Regions from separate parts of the Oryctolagus cuniculus genome. Here region 2 is linked to region 1. A link is a contact called in public Hi-C data. All regions are on one chromosome and are shown on one strand. The core of a region is the stretch at or near the end of the contact, and the rest is flanking DNA. Distances in the headings are between cores, read along the strand shown.

Evidence for each region. Hi-C and Micro-C count contacts between places; a contact is called where the count stands out from the background.
Region 2: a Hi-C map of an unstated tissue shows a contact between it and region 1, with 2.5 times the contacts expected there. The contact joins the enhancer-like site here to the promoter of NBL1 in region 1. A contact is called at or near these places in 2 of 6 Hi-C or Micro-C datasets (psoas muscle and an unstated tissue).

The regions. Positions count from the first base shown.
Region 1 is chr7:151,004,508-151,012,119 of mOryCun1.1, forward strand. NBL1 (NBL1, DAN family BMP antagonist) reads right to left here and starts at 4,194. Exons shown (of 4, transcript XM_070079208.1): 1 at 3,973-4,194.
Region 2 is chr7:151,117,587-151,125,198 of mOryCun1.1, forward strand. No RefSeq gene overlaps it. Among named protein-coding and RNA genes, the nearest start is that of CAPZB, 20 kb to the right of the region's middle. Within about 2 kb of position 5,060, at least 3 of the 8 cell types and tissues checked have an H3K27ac peak or open chromatin away from gene starts, as enhancers often do.

The DNA.
Region 1 (7,612 bases), core at 2,944-5,443:
AGCACCCTTCGCTGGCCCCGCAGCAGCGGCACGTGGACATCACCGGCCCAGCGCCTTCGAGCAGGCCAGGGATCAGGGGCCCCAGACCCTACCCCTGCCACTCCAGAGCTCACAGCCCGGAGGGCGGGATCAGGGGCGCTTGGGGAGTGGAGGTTAACTCTGGCTGGACACTGGATGGCTAGGGGAAAGGCGGTCCCAGTGGGGGAGCTACAGGAGCCCCGGCCGGGAGTGCCCCATCTCCCGGGAACCAGACTGGCTTTCTCTCTCTCTCTCTCTCTCTCTCTCTCCCCGGAACTCACAACAACCCAGCAATGCAGATCCTGTCTGCTGTCCCACGTCACGGGTGAGAACACTGAGGCCCCAGAGGGATGAGATTTTGAGTACGCACAGCCCACAGGAGAACCCAGAACTTGCGCCTGGGCAGTGGCCGGGGAGCCACGGGGACACTTGCCGGTGAAAAAGGTCAAAGAAGAGAAAGAAGCAAGGAGTGGAGGGCGAGGCGCCCAGGGAAGCCAGGGGTGACACGTGGCGCTGGGGAGAGGCCTGCGCTGCCCCCGTGGACGGCGCCACTGGCTCTGGAGTCCCGCCCTCCCTGGGCAGGACCTGGGGTCCCTGCGGAGCAGAGCTGACGCCCCACTCAGCTCCTGTAGCCGAGCTCGTGGCCATGGCAGCCCAGCGAACGCTGCACCCGGTCCCTGGGCACAGGGTGGTGGAACACGGTGCCCTTTTACCACTCCCATCCACCGCCCACCCCCAAGTCCAAGCCTCGCTCCGCGGCGGCTCCGTGGCTCCCTCGGAGCTGCCACTCACACGGAGAAGGAATCTCCTCCGGCTCGTGGAGCATGAGGCCCAGGAAGCGACCGGCCCTGATCTCCCACGTAGGCAACAGGCCAGCCAGCTCACCTGCCCTGGAGGCTGGCTGGGGGGCCTGGCTCCAGAGGGTCCCTGGGGGAAGGCCAGGAAGGCTTCAGGGGTCAGGCCTTGGGGTCCTCCGCCCCCTACCAGAACCAGCACCCTCCCCGAGATGCCCAGTCCGACCCCCGGCTGCAGCCCTGGCTTCTGTATTACGTGCGCCTCCCACTCACAGGATACTGAGGCCAACTCAGAGGCTGAAGCACCCCAGGAAAGGGGACCCCACAACGGCCCAGCTGACAGGGGCTGCACAGGTCCCCTCCTGGACCCTGGTTGTCAGGCAGCACCGCCGCCATCCACCAGGAATCCTGACTAACAAGGGGACAATCGCTTCCCACATCCTCTTTTGGGGAAATCTGAACATTGGGGGCCACACCAGGATTTTCAAGGTACAGGGGAGACACCCTGCCCCGTCACATGCACACACATACACAGGCAACCCAAACCCACCTGTGCCCCTGGGAACACACAGTAACACACACACACACACACACACACACACACACAGAGCCAGGACCTCGTCCCCATTCTCTGCATCTATGATAGACCTGGGTTCAAATCCAGGTTCAGCCACTTGGCACCTTTCAGTGCCTCAGGGGCACCTACCTCCAGGGCAGCTGAAGCGGCACTGAGACCTCCGGAGAGCTGCCCGCCAGGGGTCGAGTCCCGAGTTTAAGAGCCCTGGACTCAGACCCTCCCTGCCCTCAGCCACGCCCCTCCGCTCCTCCCTCCCACCATGAGCTGGGCGGTCCCCAGCCCGCCTCCCGCCCTGATGACACTGGATTTAGGGGAAACCCAAGCAGAGACGATGGCTGGGAAAGGGTTTTAGCAACTGCTAAGTGCTGCCCGGCACGTGGGCTTGCCAGGGCAGGAGCCCAGAGGAGGTCCACGCCAACTCCAACCTGGCAGGGGGACACCAAGAAGGCAGGGTCCCGGGGAGACCAGCCCCACCTACACACAACCCACCATGAGCGGTCAGGCAGAGCCGGGCACCAGGCTGAGTGGCCGCAGGGCGCTGAGGGCGTGGCGTTTGTGGCCGCAGCCCTAGGTCTGCAGGTCAGCAGGGTGGGGGTGACCCTCTAGGTCTTGGAACGAGGACAGGGACTTCTCGACTGTGTGACTGACAGCAGGTCCCTCTGGGACTCGGCAAGGCGGGGTCAAGCTTGTGGATCCCCAGCCCCGCCAGCCCACTTCGGGCTCTGAGGATGAGGTCTGGGCAGAGCTCGACGTGTGTCCAGAGACAGGACAGTCTAATGGTCACAGCCCCCGCGTCTGCCACCTGTAGCATTGGCATCCTGCCTGGGACCGTCCATTCCAGCACATCCGCCCGGGGCAGAGTCTGGCTCCAGCGTTGCTCAAGGCTGTGGCGATTCCAGGACCCGAGCTCACTCACCCCAGGGCGCCTTCCCCCTGGCCCCGGGGAAGGCTCTGGGACAGACAGAGATGAGCAACTGTCCAGCGGGCGGACACGCAGGGCCAGGCCCATGCCACTCTGCCAGGCAGCTCCGGCTTCCGGCTGTGACTAACCGCGGTGCCAGGCCCCCAGCCCAGGGCCACAGCCCTCCTGCCACAGGCCAAAAACAGCCTCCGAAGAAACAGATGCATGCTAACGAGCTGCCGAGCTCCGCAGGGCCGGCCGGCACATCTGCTGGGCAGAAGCCCCTCGCACACCCCACCGCAGCCCTGCCCGCCGCAGGAGCCTCCAAGCCTTGGGGCTGCGGGCCGGACGGAGCAGGGGAAGAAGCCAAATTCAGTCTGAAACTTCCCTGTAAAACCATGAGGCCGTATCGCCGGCTAGCACGGGGCACCCACACCCCTGTCTTGGCCTGCAGCACACAGGCCCCCAGGGACAGCGGGAAGAGGCAGCAGCCTGCAGGGGTGGGTGAACAAGGGGCCGCTCAGGCCTCCCCTCGTCTTTGGCCCCCATTCTTGAGGCAAACCACACCCGAGCAGCCCCAGCCCTGGGGGAGGCTCAGGAGGTCACAGCTTAGACAGCCACAAAGGGTGAGGGGCTCCTCCACCCCCACCCAGCCAGGGCCTGGTCCCTCTTCCCCTGGGGCGCCCCCACTTACAGGCTGGGGGTGCACAGCTGGGCGAGGGTCTCCCAAAGCCTGCAAATGCGGCCTGGACCTCTGAGGTCCGCCAAGTCCCTGGCCACGCCGAGGCAGGCAGCTGCCCTCGACCGCGGCTGGGGCAGGCTCAGCGGCAGCCCCGCCCTGCGAGCGGGCGGGCAGGTGGCCGGCAGCAGGGCCCTGCTGTCCAGACAGCGTCGCGGGGGTGGAATTCATATAAAAAAAAAAAAAAAAAAACGAGCCCCCGGAAAGGGCTCTCCCGGCCCCAGACTCAATTCCAGGTGGGGACGACCCAGGCCAGGCCCCGGGCGCGGGCAGAGGGTTTTGCACTTTGGCCCGGCCCCAGGAAACAATCTAGCAACCCAACTTGGGGGGGTGGGGGCGCCTCCAACACCGTGGGATGCCTGAACTGGAGGGCGGGGGCCCGGGAGCCGCACGGGGGGAGCGGCGCGGGGGGACGGGGAGGAGGAGACATAAAGGCAGAGCCACAAGCCCCGGGGAGCAGAAAACTGAGGTGGGGGGGGCGCAGAAAGAGGGGCGGAAACGGGGCGACGGGAACCGCGGGAGGGGAGAGGGGCGCAGAGCGAGGCCGAGCCGTCCACGAGCCCGGAGGCCCGAGCAGCGCCGGGGGACGCGCGAGCCCAGCGGCCGAGCCCCGGGCGCTGCCCCGGCGCCCGCGCGGCCCGCCCGGCTCCGCATCTCCCTCCGTGTCCTCTCGGGCCGCGGGAACTCCGACCGAGAAACCGGACCCCGAGGCGAGTTTGGGGACGGGCTCCGGGCGCAGCGCTGCCCCCGGCCACCCCCGCGCCGCGCCCACGTCCCCGGCTCCCGCGCCCGGCGGGCCCTGGGCTCCCGAGCTCGGCGGCGGCGGCGCCTCCGCACGGTGCCCGCGGCCGCCCGACGCGCGGGGGTGCGCAGCTCGCGGCCGGGGGCGCGGCCGAAGCCTCTGGAAGCCGGGCGCCCGCGTGCCGGCCCGGGCGGGACTTACCGCGCGCGGCAGCGGCGGCGGAGGCGGCGGAGGAGCGCGGGCGCGCCCGCCGGGTCCTGCGCAGCTGGTGCGGGCCGCGGGGTCGCAGGCCCGGGCGCCCCCGGGAGGCTGGGCGAGGCGGCCGGCGGAGCTGGCGGCGGCCCCGCGAGGCTCGGCTGGGCTGCGCTGCGCGCCGTCTGCGGCCCGGGCGGGCGCGCGGTGCGGGGGAGCTGCGAGCCGAGCGGCTCCGACGTCAGGGAGTCTCGGCTCCAAATAGGGAGCGAGGGCGGGGGCAGCGAGGGGAGGGACGCGGAGGAGAAAGGGCGGGCGGGCCCCGCGCGCGGCCGCTCCCTCCGGGCTGCGGCGCAGGAGGGGCCCGCGGCCGCCGTGGCCCCGGCCCGGCTCCGGCGCGGTCCGACGGCGCGGAGGAGCGCCCCCGGGCCAGGGCAGCGAGCGGGGCGCCGTGGCCGGTGCCGAGGCTCCCTCCCGAGTGTGTCTGCGCTGGGTCTTCCCTCCGCCTGGCTTCTCCCGAGTGCGTCGTGCCAGGCCTCGTGGTGACCAAGCTGTCCTTTAAGGGGCACTGGGCACTGCAGTCTTGGCCTGAGCTGCGGCCCTCCGAGTTCCGGGCGCCGGGAACGCGGCCTACCGGTGGGGGAGAGGGGGAGTCCTGCGGCGCGCCCGTCCTGCCCGCTCCCCGGCGCGCGACCCGTTGTACCCCAGGGCCGCCTGGCCTCCGCTGGAGTCTGTCACCGGGCTTCCGATGGGCTCCAGGCGCTGGCTTAACCGTGCCAAGACGAGAGAAGGATCTGGGAGCCCCTGGAGGAACGATGCTATTCAGAACGCCAGGAAACAGACTCACCTCCGGGGCTCGCAGAAGAGCGAAGGGGCCGTGTGTGCTGTGATCCCAACCCGGCGAGACACCAGCTCTGCCCTGTGACGGTGGCAGCTCAGGGACACCGTGTGGGCCCCGTCTGTGGGACCTGGGGGGGAGGGATTGTTTTCGTGGCACGGTTGAGCCGTGTCCATGTGTTTCACCTGGCTTGGTGGGCGCAGCCCTGCTCTGCCGGTGTCACGAGGTTGCTGAGCCCCGTGGTTGGCTCCTGGTGGCCCGCAGGTGACTCCCTCCGCTGGGCCCTCTCCAACTCAGCCGGCATCGCCAGGCATCCAGGCTGTTGCCTACCCGCTGTTCCCTGTGCCTGCACTTCCCTCCCGCCCGAGGAACCCCCTCTGCAAGCACCGGGTTGGGAAGTCTGGAGTGGTCCTGGAGCAGGGGTCCCTGCCCCCCGGAAGTGTGCCGCTCTCCTATCTGGCCTGGGCTCCCGGAGGGCATGGGTCGGGGGGCTTATTGCCCGGTGCTCGGGGCTCACGGTGGGACCAGGCAAGGTGCACAATGCATTAGGTTGAGTGAGGTAATGACCGTCCCCACCGTTGTAGCACAGGTCAATCTCTTCTTTCTATTGGTTGATTTCATTTATTTGAGGGGGGGGAGAGCGAGCTTCCATCCACTGGTTCATTCCCCCAAATGCCTGCAACAGCTGGGGCTGGGCCAGGCCAAAGTCAGGAGCCCAGAACTCAATCCAAGTCTCTAAAGTGGATGGCAGAGGCCAAGAATTCAAGCCATCATCTGCTGCTCCCGGCATGCACCTCAGCAGGAAGCTGGACGGAAGAGCAGAGGTGGGACTCTGATGTGGCATGGGGCGTCTCCAGCACGCACCGAGGTCCCGCCCTCAAAGTCTTCCCACAAGCTGTTACACAGCGCACAGGCACGCAAGCACTTCCCGTGTGCCTCATCCCCTCCGAGCACTTCCCACTCGTGATAAATCTGCGCGACAAACAGTAGTGCTATCACCATTCCATGAGAAAGTTCACGCCCAGAGGGAGAGGCCACGTGGCCTGGCTGAAGTCACACAGGGGTGCGGCTGACGTCTGGCAGAGAACCACGTGCCACAGAAACCAGCCTCGTGGGCCAAAGTGGGCATGTGGGAAGTACTGATGGCTTTGGGGCAGGTGCTGTGGCGTAGTGGGTAAAGCCACCGCCTGCAGTGCCATATGGATGCCAGTTCGAGTCCCAGCTGCTCCACTTCTGATCCAGCTCTCTGCTGTAGCCTGGGAAAGCAATAGAAGATGGCCTAAGTCTACGGGCCTCTGCACCCACGTGGGAGACCTGGGAGAAGCTCCTGGCTCCTGGCGTCGGATCAGCACAGCTGCAGCCATGCGGCCAATTGAGGAGTGAACCAGCGGATGGAAGACCTCTCTCTCTGCCTCTCCTTCTCTCTCTGTGTAACTCTGTCTTTCAAATAAATAAACAAATCTTTTAAAAAAATAATAAATTGCTTAGACCAACATTTAAAAAAAATACTGATGTCTTTGCAGCGAAGGCTCACCACCCCCACTCTCAGCGCGGCCCCTGGACCCATTCCCACAGTCAGGAAGCCAGCTGCGGAGCCCAGTAAGCTTGTCAGATGGCACAGGGAGCCACCACTCACAGGAAGGTTCTAGAACAACCCAAAACTGCCTAGTCAAGAACTTGGGGTTAGGAGTTGAGTCACATCTACCTGGCGAGTGTCCCAGTGCAGGCAGGTGGCCTAGAAGGTGACTCTGACCATACCTAAGCCACAGCTACCTTTTTTTTTTTTTTTTAGCAGGCAGAGTTAGACAATGAGAGAGAGAGAGAGAGAGACAGAGAGAAAGGTCTTCCTTCCATTGGTTCACCCCCCAAATGGCCGCTATGGCCGACACGCTGTGCTGATCTGAAGCCAGGAGCCAGGTGCTTCCTCCTGGTCTCCCATGCACCTGGGCCATCCTTCATTGCCTTCCCGGGCCACAGCAGAGAGCTGGACTGGAAGAGGAGCAACGAGGACAGAATCCAGCGCCCCAACTGGGACTAGAACCCGGGGTACCGGCGCCACAGGCAGAGGATTAGCCAAGTGAGTCATGGCACCGGCCACAGCTACCATTTTGTGGCAGGAGTCACACTAAGCACCATGTCTGCTCTGTTCCTTTAACCTGTATCACAATCCCATCCTTGTTCCCATTTTACAGGCGAGAAAAATCAAGGCTCCAGAAAGTCCAGTGCCCTGCCCAGGATCACATAGGTCGTGACGGACAAAACCTGGACTTGAACTCTCAGACCTATCCACTCCCAAACCTGGGCTCCTGCACCCACGGCGCCCTCTTGGCTGCCTCATGCCCTGCCCATGGGGCTGCCGTGGGGATGGCACGCCAATGGGTCCAGGGTGGCGGGGCCCAGCGGGGAAGGCAGACCTGCTGTGTCAGAGTCTCCAGGCTCCAGGAGATGCACCTGGCTGGCAGCACGCTTCCAGCTGCCCCGACAGGCCTGGCTGGCACAGGGCACGGGCCTCAGGCCAGAGCCTGCTGGCCCTGGGCCAGCCTCTTGGGGCCAAGGTAATGTGGGGCCCAGAACTGGGGCTGAGGGCTGAAAGCCCCTCTCCCCAGCTCATTAGCGAACATCTGGGCTCGGGAAAATGACCGACCTGGAATGCGACGGGGCTGTGGGGAGCTGCCCCGCGCTGGAGGCCCTCCCGCAGGGCACAGGCTGCGGCCAGCTGCTTCCTCTAATCCTGTCAGTCTGGCCTCGACAGGGGTCCAGCCTCTGCACTCTCGCTGGAGAAAGAGTAAAAACAAGCAAAAGGCCTCCCTT
Region 2 (7,612 bases), core at 3,810-6,309, 110 kb after region 1:
CTACGCCTGACCCATCTCTATTTTGTAAAGTATTTTTATTTCTGGTTTCTTAAACATAATCCTGAAATAACCTGAACTTTCTTAGAAAATTTTTTTTACTTATTTGTTTATTTGAGAGATATGGAAAGAAAACTCTCATCTGTTAGTTTATCCTCCACAAATGTTTGCAACGGCCCCAGGCCGGCGGCCAAAGCCAGAAGCTGGGTGCTGGGAATGCAATCCAAGTCTCCCAGGTGGAACCCAGTTTCCGGAGCCATGGTTGCTGTCTCCCCGGCATGAAGGAGGAGTCAGGGGTGGAGCTGAGTGTCAAACCCGGGCACTGGAGCATGGGACCACTAGTCTGAATGCCCCCCTTGTAAAGTATTGTTAAATAACTGTGAAACGGGGGGCCGGCATTGGGACACAGCAGGTTAAGCCGACATCCCACATCAGAGTGCAGGTTCAAGTTCTAGCTGCTCCACTTCCAATCCAGCTCCCTGTTAACGCACCTGGGAAAGCAGTGGGAGAAGTCTCAAAGGAGTAGGGTGTCATCACCCACACAGAAGACCCTGATGGAGTTGCTGGCTCCTGGCTTTGGCCTGGCCCAGCTCCTGCTGTTGCAGCCATTTGGGGGTGTGAACCAGCAGATGGAAGATCTATTTCTCTCTGTCTCTCCCTCTCTTCTGTCACTCTGCCTTTCAAATAAATAAATCATTTTTAATATTTATTTATTTATTCGAAAGTCAGAGTTACACAGAGAGAGAAAGAGAGGCAGAGAGAGAGAGAGAGAGGTCTTCCATCCGCTGGTTCACTTCCCAACTGGCCACAAAGGCCGGAGCTGCGCTGATCAGAAGCCAAGAGCCAGGAGCTTCTTTGGGTTTCCCACACGGGTGCAGGGGCCCAAGGACTTGGGCCATCTTCCACTGCTTTGCAAGGCCACAGCAGAGAGCTGGATGGGGAGTGGAGCAGCAGGGACTCGAACCAGCACCCATATAGGATGCCAGCATTGCAGGCAGTGGCTTTACCCACTACACCATGGCACCGGCCCCAAATACATCTTTAAAATAAATAAACAACTATAGTCGGAGACCCACCTGTTAGTAGGGAGGAGTTAGCCTTAATTTCTTTTTTTTTTTTTTTTTGACAGGCAGAGTGGACAGTGAGAGAGAAAGACAGAGAGAAAGGTCTTCCTTTTGCCGTTGGTTCACCCTCCAATGGCTGCCGCAGCCGGCGCGCTGCGGCCGGTGCACCACGCTGATCCGATGGCAGGAGCCAGGTGCTTCTCCTGGTCTCCCATGGGGTGCAGGGCCCAAGCACTTGGGCCATCCTCCACTGCACTCCCTGGCCACAGCAGAGAGCTGGCCTGGAAGAGGGGCAACTGGGACAGAATCCGGTGCCCCGACCGGGACTAGAACCCGGTGTGCCAGTGCCGCAAGGCGGAGGATTAGCCTAGTGAGCCACAGCACCGGCCAGCCTTAATTTTCTAACGCTTGCACTTTCCAGAGAGTAGAGAATAAAATCTCAGGATGGAAGTCATTGTCCAGTCAATCCATTGATCACAAGTGGCTGGGGATCATTTTTTTTTTTTCTAGAAAAGATTTCTAGATTCCTGGTGATTGTCTTCTAGATGTTAGATTAGTGCAACCTAACAGAACTTCCTGCTGGGACAGAGATGTTTTCTGTCTATGCTTTCCACAGCAGCAGCCGCCTGTGGCTGTTGTGCCCTGGGAGTATGACCAGTGCAAGGGTGGAACTGCATTAGTACTTCACTGATACTAGTTCAAGCTTAAATATCCACGAGTGGCAATGGCCACTGCACTGAACAGAGCAGTTCTAATTGCAGCGAGCCGTTAGCGGACAGAACAATACAGGGGAACAATACCCAGTGCTTGGTTGGACAGGGAAGGCTTCAGCTTGGAAGCGGGTGGGTCTCCAGGGCTGGAGCTGCTGAAGGCAAGCTATCCATCTCATTAGCAATTTCCCACAATACCTGTTGTGTTGCGTGCTCTACGGGCAAACCTATAGAACTTCTGGCAAGAGTGTCTGAGACCTTTTTTTTTTAATCTGTAAATTGCAAAACCAATTTCTTGGCATTACAGAAAAGGAAAAGCATGTCTGTGAATCTTACCATACAGTTATGATCACGCGTGCACATTCCCTTCCTGTGTTTTACTCAAGCATGGTTATCCGGCACACGGATCCTTTGGCACTGTCACCTCCACGGGCGTACATTTTGCATTCTACGCTTCTCAGTCATAGCAAGTACTTTTCTGTATCATCATATTCTTCCTATCATTTCTGATGATTGCAAAACACTCTCCTAACTACACTCACTATAATTCTCATAGCCGGGCCCTATGTTTGTGTTTCTTAGGACACTGGGATGGGTGTCCTGAAGCACATAGCTACCCCCACTCCCCTCTCTTAGTGCAACAGAGGAGCATGAGCTTTGCAACCGAGAGACTTGAACCTCAATCCTGGGCCTAGAGGCGGGTGCTGTGGTACAGCTGACTAAGCTACCGCTCGGGATGCCACAGCCCACATCGGAGCGCCTCGTGAGAGTCCTGGCTGCTCCGCTTTCAGACCTTCCTGTTAGTGTGCCTGGGAGGCAGCAGATGGTCCAAGCACTTGGGGTCGCCACTGTCCACGTGGGAGGCTCAGATGGGGTTATCGGCTCCCAGGTTTGACCCGGCCCAACCCCAGCTATTGCAGGCATTTGGGGAGAGATTCAGCAGAGGGAAGGGTCTGTCTTTCTCTGTCACGCTGCCTTTCAGATAAATAAACATCTTCAAAAATTCCCAGGTGTTCATCACTTAGAAGTCACGTGACCTCTGAAAAACCTCAACTTTTCATCTCAAAGTAGGAATGATAATATTTGCTTTTCCTGGCTGTCAGGACTGGGCATTTAGAAATTGACTCTCATGCTGCCTGGCACTGAAGAGATGCCGAATCAATGACACCTGACACCATTACAGCCTTTTGAAAAACTCTGATTATTTTTAGGAAGTTTGTCACTAGCAGTCTTTCTAGTCTAGTCAGGGTTCTGAGAACCTTTCGATTTTGAGACCCTTTCAGATTTGTTTATGCTAATGAGTCTCCTTGGATCAGAATCCCCATTGGCGCAGACGCTGGCAGACAGGGCAGCCCTAGGGCATCAGAGCAGAAGGAGCTGTGGGGAAACTCGAGGCAGGCACGGCGGGAAGCTGCAGCATGGGCTGGGAGGTGGCTGGAGGGGGGTTCATCCTTTACCCACTGACCAAACGCCCAGTCCCCCTGAGACCTGCATCTCCCCAGAGCAGTGGGTGCTAAGACAGATCAACACGGGGACCGTCAGAGGGAGGCTGCAGGAAGAATCCAGAGGGCCTCACGAGCTGTGCTTCCTTCCAGGGTGGGCAGGTGGCGGCTGATACGTAGGGCACTGTGTTTGGAATTCGGTCCCTATCAGAGGTCCCGGCCCTGCCTGACCTACAGCAGGCAAAGCACGGAGCCTCTGTGTGCCCCGCTTTCCTTGTCAGTGAAGTGGCCGTGGTAGTAATTAGGAGGCTCCAGCAGCAAGCCATTATGGTCCTCCCCAGGCGTGTGCAGGTCCTAGGCTGGGCGATTCCCTCGCATTCCCTCACTCGACGCTCACAACTCCAACAGGCGGCCATGACCCCCCCCCCCCTTCACCAGGAGGAACCCGGGGCTCTGTGAGGTGAAGGGCCCCACCCATTCCGGGCACTCTCCTGCTTGGTCGACCGTACAGTTTCAGGAAGTTGTCGTTTGCTGTAACCTGCAGGGTCTCAGCTCATTCCCTGGAGACTTTCTTGCTAGAAAGTTCTCCCAGAGGACTGCAGCGTTGATTTGACGCATTTGTGGAGCCCCCTGCTACGATCTGAAGGTTTGTGCCCCCCTCACATTTGTCTGTGACAATCCTACCCCCTAAGGTGATGGCATTAGGGGGTGGGGATTTGGGGACATGATGAGGTCGTGAGGATGGAGCTCTCATGATTGGGATGTGTGCCCTTAGGAAAGAGACCCCCAGAGCTAGCTAGCCCCTTCGGCCCACAGCGAGACGGTGCCAACTACGAAGCAGCAGGAGGGCCCTCACCAGACACCACCTCCATGAGTGCCTTGATCTTGGCTTCCCAGCCTCCGGCTCTGTGAGAAGTCGAGTACAGGTGCTGTTGTTTCTAAGCCGCCCAGCCCGTGGTATTTATCACAGCCTGAACGGACTAAGAAACACCTGCCGTGTGCTAGGCTCGGCTCAAGGTGCTGGGATTCCCAGCGAACCCGTAGACAACGTACACTCAAAGAGGGCATGTTTGCAGGCGAAACCTGACAGCTACACAGCGAGCAAGGACGTGTACGATGTGCCCTGTGGTGACAAGTACGGGGAAGAAGAGGGGGAATCAGAGGAGGCTCTGTAAGGAGCGGGCAGTTGCGCGCACCACCTGGAGATGAGGGTTTCCAAGGCCCTGGGATCTTGTTCACCCTGGCAGCTCCTGTTCCTGGCAGAGGTCCTCGTTCCTGGTAAACGCTCCGTAAATATATTTGTTGGATCAATGAAACGAACAAACAGCCGCTGTCTCAGACCAGCTGAAGAAATACCCATCCACAGGTGAGTGTGGGGTTTTGGATTCCCGTGCGAAACCCAAGGGAGCCCATGGTTCCTGGCTTCAGCCTGGCCCAGCCCAGACTCTTGTAGGCATTTGGGAAGTGAACCAGCTCTCTCTTTCCCTCTCTCTCTCTCTTTCCCTGTCATTCTGCTTTTCAAATAAATAAACTGTAAAAAGAAAAGGAGAAAGGAGAAAAAGGGAAGAGCGAGGGGTTAAGTGCAAAGAGGAAGCATTTCATGGTCAGCAAGTGCGCTGCCCGACATTTTTTTCTTGGTGCAAAAAATAGCTCATTCTGCTTTTCTGGACCGAGGCTCGCTGAGTCAAGGGTTCAAAGAGAACAGCAAGGGGATAGGAGCGGCAAATGTCGTCTACAGCAGATGGTGAGGCCCCAGAGACAGGACACGGCCTTGAAGATGCTTCCCTCTGCTGCCTCTGGCCCAGGAATCAAGGTCAGGGGCAGGCAACCAAGCTCAGTTCCCTGGGGTCCCGACCCCAGCCTTTCAGCCAGACCAACCCTTCCCGAGAACATCAGCCTCGTTCCACCCTTGGACTCCACACCGGGCGCAGCAGAGTCTCGGAGGCCAGGGCGTGAGAGGAATCCTCCCAGCATCTGTTCTTAGCCGGTTTCCTTTTCTTTGGCTGTGTTTTCCCTCGAGCCCTGAAGACGCTGGGCTGGTGCTGCTTTTAGTACAAACGACTGATTTGCCAGGTCTTTGTTCAGCCTCACAAAAGCAGGCGAGGATAATTATTAAAAGAACAGATTTTTGCATTCCATATTTACCCCAGATGACATTGCCTTGGTCCCTAAAATAACTCCGGATCGCCTGGGTGGAACTGGTGCATTCCTTTTCATCTCGGTATTTTGCAACTGTTTGCGGAGACCATCACCATGGTGATATTATCAGGGCAGGTCGGAATGAAACTCTAAACCCTTGGCTTGCTATTGGCCTTTTCCTTTGCACCTCAGAACAGAACTTTTTCACCCAACCATTTACTTACCTGTTAGCACTCCGGTTCTCAGCTCCAACTCGGCCAACATCCCTTTCTGATGGGTTCCCAGCAGTTTGACACGGCAGAGGTAGCCCGTGCTGGGAAGAGGCATGGAAGTGCTTGGGTTGAGTTTCCAACTACAATCTGTGTTTACCAAAAACCCCCTTTCCTTCAGATAAAACCTGGGTCAAAGTTTCAGGGTGTTGAAAGAAGCACTAAATAAACTAAGCGTCTAAAGGACCTTCAGTGTTTGGCCCAAGGAACATGATGATAGAGTTCAACAAATAAACACAGCTGGCGTGGGGTGAGTCTTTAGCAAACACTTATCTTCTTGATTATTTTTTTTTCATAATCATCTTCTTGGCCGAAAGCCTTTATTATAGCATTCTCATATACTGCTGGTGGGGCTAGGATTTTGTTCAACTTTCTAACAGGAAATTTGGCAAGAGACAGCAATGTGCTGTCCTTGACAATGTGGTCTTCCTTCGCTGCAAAATTCTACTTGTGGGTTCCAAGAAAATAATTGGGGAGGTGAACAGAGAGATACGAAGATGTTCATTGCGGAAAGTGGGCAGAAGTTAGAAATAAGCTAGGGTGTACAACAGTAGGGGATTGCTTTTAGGAAAAAAGAATCAGAATCCCTCCATGCAATGGATGTTTAGCCGCTACTAAAAGTTATGCCATGGGAGCATCTTTAGTAATCTGAAAAATATTCCTGACGTATCTCTAGGTGAGAAAAAACAGGTTATAAAAATGTGTGTGCCTTTTTGTAAAACATGTATATATGTTCAATAGAAAACAGAGTAAGACTTTAGATTTTAACAAGAATGGCAGTGGGCGTAGCAGGTTAAGCTGCTGCCTCCAATGCCAGCAACCCCTGTGAGCACCAGTTCAAGTTCTAGGTGTTTCACTTCCAATATGGCTCCCTGCTACTGTGCCTGGGAAAGCAGCGGAAGATGGCCCAAAGACTTGGGTAGCAGGGGCCCACGTGTTTGAGCCATCTTCCGCTGCTTTCCCAGGAAGATCAACAGAGAGACAGATAGCAGGTGGAAGAGCCAGGACTCAATCCTGCTCCCATATGGGTTGCCATGGTTGCAGGCAGTGGCTTAACCCACTGTGCCTTAAGGCCAGCCCCTTTCTATAGTTTTTCTATAATGAGCACATGTTTCTTACTCAGATGTTTAAAATGCTATTTTTAAGATCACACTGCCATGCGTTTTAAAATGATGTCTCTAATGGTTCTCCTGGACAGAAACAGTATTTCATTCCAGGGGTCTTCTTGCCTAAGGTTCACAAGACAGGAAGTGCTTGATGATTTATCCTTAAAAAACAATTTGTGAATAACACGGCCCATAAACTCGTCAATATTTAACAAGCACAGAGTTTCTGTAGAGCTGGAGTTTAAGATCAAGGATGTGCAAGGCTGGCCTAGATAACCAGGTGCAGAATACACGGACAATGTAGTAAGACTGGGAAACGTATTTATAAACTGTAAAGAATCATTTGACATTTGGCAAATGGGGGTTTGCTGATGAGAACTGCTGGGGGTGGGAGACCCTGTCTGGCCTACTACATGCCAGCAGGCCATTGCCTTTTAATGGCCTGTGGTAGGTATTCAGGCCCCTTGTTTTATAGATGAGGAAACTAGGGTACAGAGGGTGACTCAGCCACCTGCCCTTTCAACACTGTAGGGAGAACACAGGTACGATATTTCAGGAAAGGACGCTACAAAGCTCCTCTGGGTAAAACGGTTGAGAAGGAAGAGAGAGTGGATGGAGAAGGGCATGGTCCCTTTAGGGCATGGTCCCAAAAAATCTTTTAGCAGACTGGTAAACATTTGGGTTGCAGGCTGGAGAAAATGATAATGATTTTAACTACCTTCCTTTGAGTGCTTGGGGATGATGTTGACATAAAAATGGTGATGACAGGGTGTCATTATACTCACCCTCAGTGGCTTGTGGGCAGTGATGGAAGTTCCACCACTAATATATAGCACAGATGTGCCAGGGAGTAAATTATACGGAACCGTAGAGTTCGTCATCATT